Regions from separate parts of the Mus musculus genome. Here all the other regions are linked to region 1. Evidence: chromatin contacts called from public HiChIP or PLAC-seq and Micro-C data. All regions are on one chromosome and are shown on one strand. The core of a region is the stretch at or near the end of the contact, and the rest is flanking DNA. Distances in the headings are between cores, read along the strand shown. Region 1 holds the start of Rrm2 (ribonucleotide reductase M2). Region 2 has its middle 29 kb from the start of Klf11. Region 3 overlaps Grhl1 (grainyhead like transcription factor 1).

Region 1 (2,766 bases), core at 120-2,619:
CGGGCCGGTGGGGCTGGGAATCTTGAAGTTGAACCAACCAATCACAGAGCAGAGGTTAAAAACCGCGCCAGAAGCAAAAGCGCTCAGCTCCTGACAGGTCCCGGTACAGGGGAACCTAGGCGGGGCTGCCCACTAAGCTCAGCCTGCTTGGCGGGAGGAAGAGGCGTTTGGAGGAGGTTGTGAGCAGGGAGAAGAGAATGGCGGCGACCTTCTCCTTCCCTCAGTGGTCGAGTGTTATTTTAGTAGCCAGACCTCATTTGTACTGAGTACACCAGGAGCTAGAGGAGCCAAAGGCAAACCCCTCGGATAACGGAGGAATGGAATGTGAATTAGAAATTATATGTTAAAAAAAAGAACTGACAATTTTGCTAGAGGTGATTTAAAATATTTATCGATATGGCCCAGTTAGCTTAGCATGGAAGAAGTCCTGGGTTTTGTCCCCAGCATCAATAAATTGTGCAGCGGTGGATGCCGCCTGCTTTAACTTTGAGCTGCCACATGGTGTTCAGAGATTTTTTACAGCATCTACAGTGAGAGAACTTAGGACACAAGCAGAGGGGAGCCTCCCCTCGTCCTCTTTTAAAATATTTGACCTGGGAGAGTCAGTGGAGCCTTCCCAGGTTCCACGTTTTTCCCCGGGATCTCAGTGTCCCATCTCAGCGCTTTATCTCTGGTATCTTGGACCCCGTAGGGCAAATCAGAAAGATGGAAACTTGAGTTCTTGTCTCCACCCTCACCACAGGAATTTGCAGATTCGTCTTTAGACTACTGGACGCCCAGAGTCGTAAAATGAATGTATGACTCGTCACCATCCTGTGAGCTTCCTGGAATTTGTAATCGTCTGGCAGCTTTTAAACTAATTGGGACAGAGGGGACAGGGGTCTGACAGGAGGGGCAGGGTAGAAAAGGAACCCAAGGCTGCATCCGTACCCCTTCATGAGTTTGAAGACAGCTTTTTAGGGAACCCTAGTTTGAGGACCCCCTTAATCCCACAAGGCCGGTGCGATTGCTCGGGACCCCGAATCTCTTTAAGAAACCAGGGTCCCCCGCACCCCTCTACTTGGGACATGAAGACAGTCAAGGCGACGTGTCCCAGAGGCCAGCAGCGTCACTCCACCCTTGGCACCAACCTCAGCGGCAACGCCCGCCCGGCGACCCCCTGCGCGCTCAATCCCCAAGGCTCTCGCAATCCTAACCGGTTCCGGCCCCGCGAGCGCCCGCGCACCCGGCCGGCGCAGGCTCCTTAAAGGTCTTTGTGCGGAAGGCCTGCGGCGCAACTCAAATCTCCCGCGCTGGGCGGCGAGCGGGGTCAGCGGCGTCCAATGGGAGGCGAGGCCACGCCCCCTCGGAGCGCGCGGTTGGGTGGCTCTTTAAAGGGCGCGGGCGCTGGCAGTCGGCGGTGCACCGGATTCCAGCTGTTTTCGCCTGCTCCTCGCCGTCTCCGCCGCTGCCCTCGTTCGCCATGCTCTCCGTCCGCACCCCGCTCGCCACCATCGCTGACCAGCAGCAGCTGCAGTTGTCGCCGCTGAAGCGACTCACCCTGGCTGACAAGGAGAACACGGTGAGGGCGGCCCAGGTGCCGGCTGGGTTGGATGTGCACTGGCAGGTCGTGGGTTCCCGGACCCGGGAGGGTGGAGGGTGCCTACCGCCATTCACCACGCGTGTCCCCCTACAGCCCCCGACTCTCAGCAGCACCCGCGTCCTGGCCAGCAAAGCTGCGAGGAGAATCTTCCAGGACTCCGCCGAGCTGGTGAGTGGCCCGTGTGGGGCTGAGGTGGGTCGCTTAGGCTCCCAGTAGAGGGCGCCCGCTCGTTGGCGCTAAATCTGCATTGTCCCAGCTGAATTATTTGACTCTTCTTTCCCGCCAAAGTGTCTCCTCAGAATGTCCTACTCGGGTCGGCCTATGGTAATAGTAGAGTGCAGCGTGACAGCTAAGCACACGAGATTACCAATCGTTGAAAGTACTCGATCTGATGAGACACTGGCTAGCAGTTTCCTGCGGTTCGGTTGGCATTTGGGGGTTGGTTCACTTGGCACTCTCTCTCATCCAACAGGAAAGTAAAGCGCCTACTAACCCCAGCGTTGAGGATGAGCCGTTACTGAGAGAAAACCCCCGCCGCTTCGTTGTCTTTCCCATCGAGTACCATGATATCTGGCAGATGTACAAGAAAGCCGAGGCCTCCTTTTGGACTGCCGAGGAGGTAATCGTTCAGGACTTGCTGTGTGTCAGAAGGCTCCCGCATGGCCGTCACAACTTTTTGCCCTTGGGAATGGTAGCTCACTGAGATATTGGGTGTTCCCTGAAACAAAGGGAATAATGGATGTGAAGAATTCGGTAATGAGATGGTTTGGGGGACTTCAGTTTTAAAGTGTGTGTGTATGAGAGAGAGAAAGAGAGAGAGACCTACAGACCTGCTAATCGTGAACTTCTAAACTTCAGGTGGACCTTTCCAAGGATATTCAGCACTGGGAAGCTCTGAAACCCGATGAGAGACATTTTATATCTCACGTTCTGGCTTTCTTTGCAGCGAGTGATGGCATAGTCAATGAGAACTTGGTGAGTTGGCATGAAATACCCATAATTCACTTAGATCCAGAACTGGTTCCTGGCTCTCTATCTTTTGCCCTGAAGCGGGGCTGGAGGGATAGATGACTGACTCCAGTCTCCGCTCTGGTTAACACACTTCCTGCTTGGGCGGAAGACCCAGGTTCTGTTATGAGTTACCCCTGTTGGACTGCTTCCCATCTGCTGGTGAGCTCCTCTCA
Region 2 (3,208 bases), core at 43-2,542, 86 kb before region 1:
CATGTAAGATGTAGTGACTTGTATTGGTATTTGAGAATCGCACGTTGACAGCATAGTATTTTAAGGTATGAATTATTAAGAGAGTACACATAGCTCAAAGATGTCACCTTCTCCTGGGAGAGGGGATTAGGCTGTCTTTGGCTGTGAGAGAAGAGGCGTGTCTTGTTTGGAGATGAAGTGTGGCCTAAGGTGATGAGTGTGGTTACTAAACTGGCAAAGGGTGGGCAGAGGCTAAGATTTCCCAGGGATCTGGCAAAACATCACGTCCAGCAGCCTCTGACATTTCTAGAAGAGATGAGCATTGGGGATATGGAGGCAGACTCGTGTCCCAGGACTTGGGAGGGGAAGACAAGAGGGTCAACAGTTCAAGGTCGCCCTTGGTATGTGGTGAGTTCAAGGCCAGTCTAGGCTACGAGTGGCCTTAACTAAAATACAATGAGAGAGTCACATCCCACATAGTAGTGTTTGAATCAGTGGACCAATATGGGCTTGCACTATCCAGCCCTCTGGAATCAGAGGTAGATTAGTAAAGGAAGGATAGATCCACTCTCTCTTCTTGGGCTGGTGTATCTGCCTCTCTTCCTGCCCTCGGTTATCCCTGCTCTGGGTTCTCAGGCCTTCAAACCCAGACCAACACTGACACCATTGCTCTGCCTTTTCCACCTCCCCAAACCCAGACTGAGACCAAATTAGCCGCGCCCCCCCCCCCCCGGTCTCCAGTAAGCAAACGAACTTCTCTGGATAATTTTGTGGTCCCCACCCTTTACATGTATCTGTATGCATTAAAGAGACAATGGGAGATAACTATATATGGTTATATAGAGATGAACAGGACTGTCCTCTGTAGAGAGAATATCTTATGTATTGTGTGGATGCATCGCCTGTAGAACAGTAGGTGAGACATTCTGGAGGCAAAGAGAATTCTGGGATAGTGCCAGGCACAGGAGTCATCTGGGAGGATGTGATGGATGCATGGTACCTGAGCACAGGTAACCAGCCACGTGGCAGAATGTAGGTTAAAATAAGTGGGTCATTTTAGTTACGATTCTAGTCAGAAAAGAGCCTAACAATACTAAGGTATTTGTAAATATGTTTTGAGTCTGAGTATTATTTCCGGAAGCATGGGTCTACGGGAAGAACCAGAATTAACTTCTACAGTCCTCTGTGTAGAAAGAATCTCTTATAAGCATCAGCTGTCAATAAAAAAGCCTATGGCCAATGAACTGAGACAAGGAAATAGGAGGTGGGACACTGGCAAGAAGAGAGGATTGTGGGAAATAGTAAGAGAAGAAAGGGAGATTCTAGAGACATGCTGAGGAAGCTGCGGGTTAGAACAAAGAAGAGGTGACTAACCGTGTGGAAGACAGACTAGTTCGAAGGGGTTAAATACATTATGAGCTAGTCAGGAAATGAGCCAAAGTTTATGGCTTAGCTACTTAATAATAAAGAGTTAGTCTCAGAGTTGTCATTCTGGGATCAGGGTGTGAAAAAGGAAAAACAGATTTTTGTTTTGTTTTGTTTTGTTTTTTACACCTCTGCAACAGGCAACAAACGATCACCCAGCTGGGCTTACTATTTCCCTTCAGTGATGGGTAGGGAAGTCACAGGACCCTCATCTGACTACCTGCCCCATATCATATGGCCTCAGGGAGGAGCTAGAGCATACATTTAGGGGAAGGGACTCAGAGGGGGCTTCGTCTGTGCAGCTGTGGAAAAGCCATCTTTATCCCTGCCTGGATGAAGACCTTCAAGTGTGGCGTCCTGTGGAAGAAGCACCCTCACTCCTGTAAGTTGTCCCTCGCCGATGCTCTGTAAGGAAGCCCAATAAACTCAAGTGAACTTTGGTGGACTCAAACCTTGCTCTCTGTGACTGGTGGCCTTAGGAGGGAGGGTAGCCATTGTTTGTATCTTCCCTGTGGTCCCCCCTGTGGAATGAGATTTTAGTGATGGGATTGTCTACACATGTGTAGCTTGTCTACCTATCAACTGACCTGTTACTGGTATCTATCATCTGTCTATCAAATCTCTCCTCGATCTATCAGTTCAATAGCTCCGGCTCATTCTGTTTCCCTGGAAGTTACAGAGATCTCATGTTCAGTTGAACAACCCACCCGCCTACTTCCTAGCCGAGACTGTGTAGGGGTGGCCCTGTGCGCAAGGCAAATGCTGCACGTGCTTAGCCTACCTGGGGCTTGGCTCTGCTGTCCGGATAGAAGCCCTGTTCTCCACAGCCCTCGTGTGGCTGTCTGGAGCCTCAGGACCCCTCTTTTCTGTAGTTTCCCACCCCAACAGGTTGTATTCTTCTCTAGCCTCACTCCCTCCCTCCACGTCTGTGTTACACCAGGAAGAAAATAGACTTCTTGCTCTGTCAGTGCAGATGGAGTACATGGTGTACCCAGCAGTCTGCGCTGATGCTGTTACCGGGGACCAGCACGGCGCACTTCATCTGCATGGCTGCTAATGAGAAGGCTAAGCAAACATCCTGCAGGCCATGACTCCAGAGGACAGCGGTGCTCTTGGGACCAGCAGTCTCTATCCAGGAAGTCTCCAGGGGGAGAGAGAGAGAAGCCTGCGCCTATTATCAGCTCTACCATAGAGTCTAGAAACAGTGTGGTTGGACAAGGTCATCTCCATCCCCAGGGGCCGTATGTGTCACCCACAGACAGAGCTGTCATCACTTCGTCATCTGCTGAGCCTTCTTGTGAAGACACAGTGTCCTTCTCAGTGTCTACCCTCTCACAGTAGCTGACTCCTTTTCCATTGTTATTCTCTGGGAGCCCATCCTCCAAACAGCGCATGCATAGCCCAATAAACACTGCAAAGCATTCCTCTGCCTCTCATCACTATGGCTACTGCCATAGCTCCATGGGCGCCGGGCTAGCTGTTGAGGGGACTTAAGGAGCCTCTCCAGCATGTCTCTCAACCTAGCAGCCATGTTCAGGCAGCTTTCAAAGAGTGAATGGTTAGGAGGAATGTGCCAAGCAGCTCTGGGCATCCAGACAGGCTGTTGGTGAGGCTGGGGAGCTGGCCTCGTTGGTAAAGTACTTCTTTACCTTGTAAGTATGAGGACCTGTGTTTGTCTAATTAGCCCTGTATCTGGGAGATCTCAGATCAGTTTCTACTGTTTCCAACCTGTGTGTAGGCCACGCATTCTCATTTCTCTTTGTGTTTTGTCTTTTTTTTTTTCCTTCATACTAGGTTTTTTTGA
Region 3 (2,944 bases), core at 34-2,533, 100 kb before region 1:
TTCTCTTCTTCACAGGTCTTCATCTCTGTGAACTGCTTGAGCACAGATTTCTCTTCTCAGAAGGGTGTGAAGGGCTTGCCACTCAACATTCAAATCGACACATACAGCTATAACAACCGCAGCAACAAGCCGGTTCACCGGGCCTACTGCCAGATAAAGGTCTTCTGCGACAAGGTGAGAGAGCAGCGGGCTCAGGGAAGAGCACGTGAGGTGGGCTCATCCTTGCACAGAGAGCAGCTAACCTCTCGTGGGTGCTTACTGTCTTACCCTTGTGGGAAGAGCAGCACTGTAGAAGGAACGGGAAACACTGAACTAAAAACAACTGAGAAGGTTCTTTTTGGTGGTTGTGTCTGGTAAAGTAAAGGATGTGGCCCCGGTCCTGGGCCCAGATCAAGAACTACTGTATTGATCACCCTCCACCTGACTCTCTGCCCTGAAGGCTCTTTGGCAGGCCATCTCCCAAATTTCTATGTTGCAGCTCCTTCTTCCTGGGAAACACACTTTTGCCAGGTGCAGAGCCAAGGTTTCCCTGTCAAGTCCTGGAGACTCTGGTAGGGCTGTTGTATCTGACCACTGGAGGGCGCCTGGAACCTTCCAGGTCAGAGAGCTTTCTCAACAGCCTGTCAGATTGAATACATCTGCAGGCCAGGGTCTCCACCTGTTACAGATTTTCACAATTTTTTAAATGAGTTTTTTTAAAAGATGTATTTACTTATTTTTATGTATATGAGTACACTGTAGCTGTACAGATGGTTGTGAGCCTTCATGTGGTTGCGGGAATTGAATTTAGGACCTCTGCTCATCCTGGTCGGCCCTGTTCTCTCCGGTCAACCCCACTTGCTCCGGCCCAAAGATGTATTTATTATTATTAATAAGTACACTGTAGCTGCTTCAGACACACCAAAAGAGGGAGTCAGATCTCATTACGGATGGTTGTGAGCCACCATGTGGTTGCTGGGACTTGAACTCAGGACCTTCGGAAGAGCAGTCAGTGCTCTTAACCACTGAGCTATCTCCCAGCCCAAATTTTCACAAATTCAGTGGTTTAAAGCTCAGAGTCACTGGGCCAACATTGAAGTTGTGTGCAGCATTCCTTTCAAGACTGTCTTCTCTGCATCTTTAGACCGCCTCTGATTGTTCCACCTCCTGGTCCCTTGTAATCACCTCCAGCCTTCCCTCCCCCTTGCCATGTAACCTGCCCCTTCTCCAGCCCCAGGATCAGGTGTGGGGATTACTGGAACCCAGGTGCTTCCTGTGGCCCGCACTTGGAAACCGTGAGTCACAACTTGTGGGCACCGGTACCTCTGACCTAGGCCAGTCTCTTCCCATCTGACCACATTCCTCTGGAGCCCAAGAAACCCTGACGATCCAGGCATGTGGCACCAGCTCCTGAAAGGCCAAGAGAATCAGGAGATGGAGGCCTGCCTGGGCTATACACAGAGACCTGTCTCAAAGCCAAAGCAGAAACACCATAGAAGGAGCTATCAGAACGTCTGTGCTCTTTTTATAACACTAGAGAAATTGCAGCTTTATTCAAACATTTTCCCCACATGTGATGTTTCGGTTACATCTTTCCTGACTAATAATGTCCCTGCGCACCCTTGAGAATCCGGGCCCTCATTTTCTGAGTACCCTGAAGGCTTTTCATAAGCCCTGGGCTCTTTGCTGCCCACCTGCATCCCTGACTCTGGTTGGCCGGCTTGCCACGCTCTGCCTTTCGGGCACCTTCTCCTGGCTCTCACGACTCACTTTGTGAGGCTGGTCTCAACTTGTAGTCAGAAACCTGAGGTAAGGCACTTTGGAGTCTCCTTTGGTGTACCTACAGTATTCTTCTTTCCAAAGGAAGTTGCTCTTTGTTGTCTCTTTGTCATGAGCTGCTTAACTGCTAATGCCATTTGATAAATGACAGCGTTTCCTCTTTCAGGAGCGGTAGCCCCTCAGCACATTCTTAGAGAAAATGAGGGCAGCGTTTGAATTTCTAAAGTTGGAGCTTGGGTGGCTGCTTTTCCAGAAGCTTGTATGTCTCCCTGGCCCATTCCTTGCCACTTGTCGTTCATGCCCATTATACAGGCAAGACTGACCTTGAACTCCAGGGCCTCCTGTCTGTTTCCCTGAGCTTAATTAAGACCTCTGCTGCCATCTCATTCACTCCCCACAGAAGTCAGTCTCCCTGAGGGTCACAGTCCTCTTAGCCCTGACAGGCTGCGGGGCCTTTAGGCTAATGTTTGGGGACAAGCCCCGCTGTGACTGAGCACATTCCCAGTAGGTGATGGTGAGAGAGAGAGATCCGAAGAGCTTATGGTCAGATGTCCCCCGCACTGTTCCAGCACTTTCTTTAACATCGTGCAGTATCTGTGAACTAGGACTGAATCCTTCAGCTTTTCTGCATGCGAGGTGTCTCACCTTAGGCTCCTGTGCTGGTGTAAGGTCCGGCGGTCCGTTCACGGATGCTGCACGGACTTGGAGCTGGTACTGCTGACGAGGCTGCAGCCACCCAGGTCTCTTCTGTGCGTAAGATCTCCCTGTCTGTAACTCTTTCCAAGGTTTTTCTCTTCCACTGCTGCTAAGAGTTGAATCTGAGGAGGCTCCACGTTCTTGAGTTCTCTGAGCGTTTATGTGTTTATGGCTGTCATTGGGTTTGGAACATGTCTGCCTGTTGTTTCTTCAGACATGCCTACTCCTTCCCCTTGGGTTCTCCAGTTGTACCCGTGATGCTTTGAGTTTCACCCATGGCCTATCGTTATTGTTGTGGTTTGATTTTTTCTTACCTCATTTCAGGTAGTTTCTTCCATTGTCCTGGGTTTACTGACCTGTGGCCGTCCACTGGTGAGCTGAGCTCCGTCCATTGGTGCTTGCATCTCTGACATGGCAGTTTCCATCCCTAAAAGTTGAGGCTGGACCCTTTTTAGGTCATGTCTCTACTTAGCAAGCAAAGGGTTTGTTT

What was found. Hi-C and Micro-C count contacts between places; a contact is called where the count stands out from the background. HiChIP or PLAC-seq counts read pairs in DNA pulled down with a chosen protein or histone mark.
Region 2: a contact with region 1 is called in an H3K27ac HiChIP or PLAC-seq map of trophoblast stem cells, with 13 read pairs. The contact joins the enhancer-like site here to the promoter of Rrm2 in region 1. A contact is called at or near these places in 4 of 39 promoter capture datasets (hippocampal neurons, liver and macrophages), 3 of 15 datasets of contacts at CTCF or cohesin (CD8 T cells, the G1E-ER4 cell line and large pre-B cells), 37 of 484 Hi-C or Micro-C datasets (the AML12 cell line, B cells, the CH12 cell line and 20 more), 9 of 115 datasets of contacts at active chromatin or transcription factors (bone marrow-derived dendritic cells, differentiating embryonic stem cells, embryonic stem cells and 4 more) and 3 of 9 other capture datasets (adipose tissue, embryonic stem cells and pancreatic islet).
Region 3: a Micro-C map of the G1E-ER4 cell line shows a contact between it and region 1, with 2.8 times the contacts expected there. The contact joins the enhancer-like site here to the promoter of Rrm2 in region 1. A contact is called at or near these places in 18 of 39 promoter capture datasets (the 3T3-L1 cell line, 3T3-L1-derived adipocytes, the C10 cell line and 12 more), 11 of 15 datasets of contacts at CTCF or cohesin (CD8 T cells, the G1E-ER4 cell line, the NIH/3T3 cell line and 5 more), 236 of 484 Hi-C or Micro-C datasets (the 3T3-L1 cell line, 3T3-L1-derived adipocytes, 8-cell embryo and 120 more), 37 of 115 datasets of contacts at active chromatin or transcription factors (the 230-238 cell line, the NIH/3T3 cell line, the SCID.adh cell line and 19 more) and 5 of 9 other capture datasets (adipose tissue, embryonic stem cells, embryonic tail and 2 more).

The regions. Positions count from the first base shown.
Region 1 is chr12:24,706,885-24,709,650 of GRCm38.p6, forward strand. It overlaps Rrm2 (ribonucleotide reductase M2), which reads left to right and starts at 1,370. Exons shown (of 10, transcript NM_009104.2): 1 at 1,370-1,561; 2 at 1,676-1,750; 3 at 2,055-2,201; 4 at 2,441-2,557. The coding sequence starts at 1,463.
Region 2 is chr12:24,621,244-24,624,451 of GRCm38.p6, forward strand. No RefSeq gene overlaps it. Among named protein-coding and RNA genes, the nearest start is that of Klf11, 29 kb to the right of the region's middle. Within about 2 kb of position 1,293, at least 11 of the 459 cell types and tissues checked have an H3K27ac peak or open chromatin away from gene starts, as enhancers often do. A contact at or near this core is called in pancreatic islet and trophoblast stem cells, where this site is marked.
Region 3 is chr12:24,602,893-24,605,836 of GRCm38.p6, forward strand. Grhl1 (grainyhead like transcription factor 1) reads left to right here. Exons shown (of 16, transcript NM_001161406.1): 9 at 16-174. Among named protein-coding and RNA genes, the nearest start is that of Grhl1, 32 kb to the left of the region's middle. Within about 2 kb of position 1,284, at least 5 of the 459 cell types and tissues checked have an H3K27ac peak or open chromatin away from gene starts, as enhancers often do. A contact at or near this core is called in the G1E-ER4 cell line, the MNK3 cell line and the SCID.adh cell line, where this site is marked.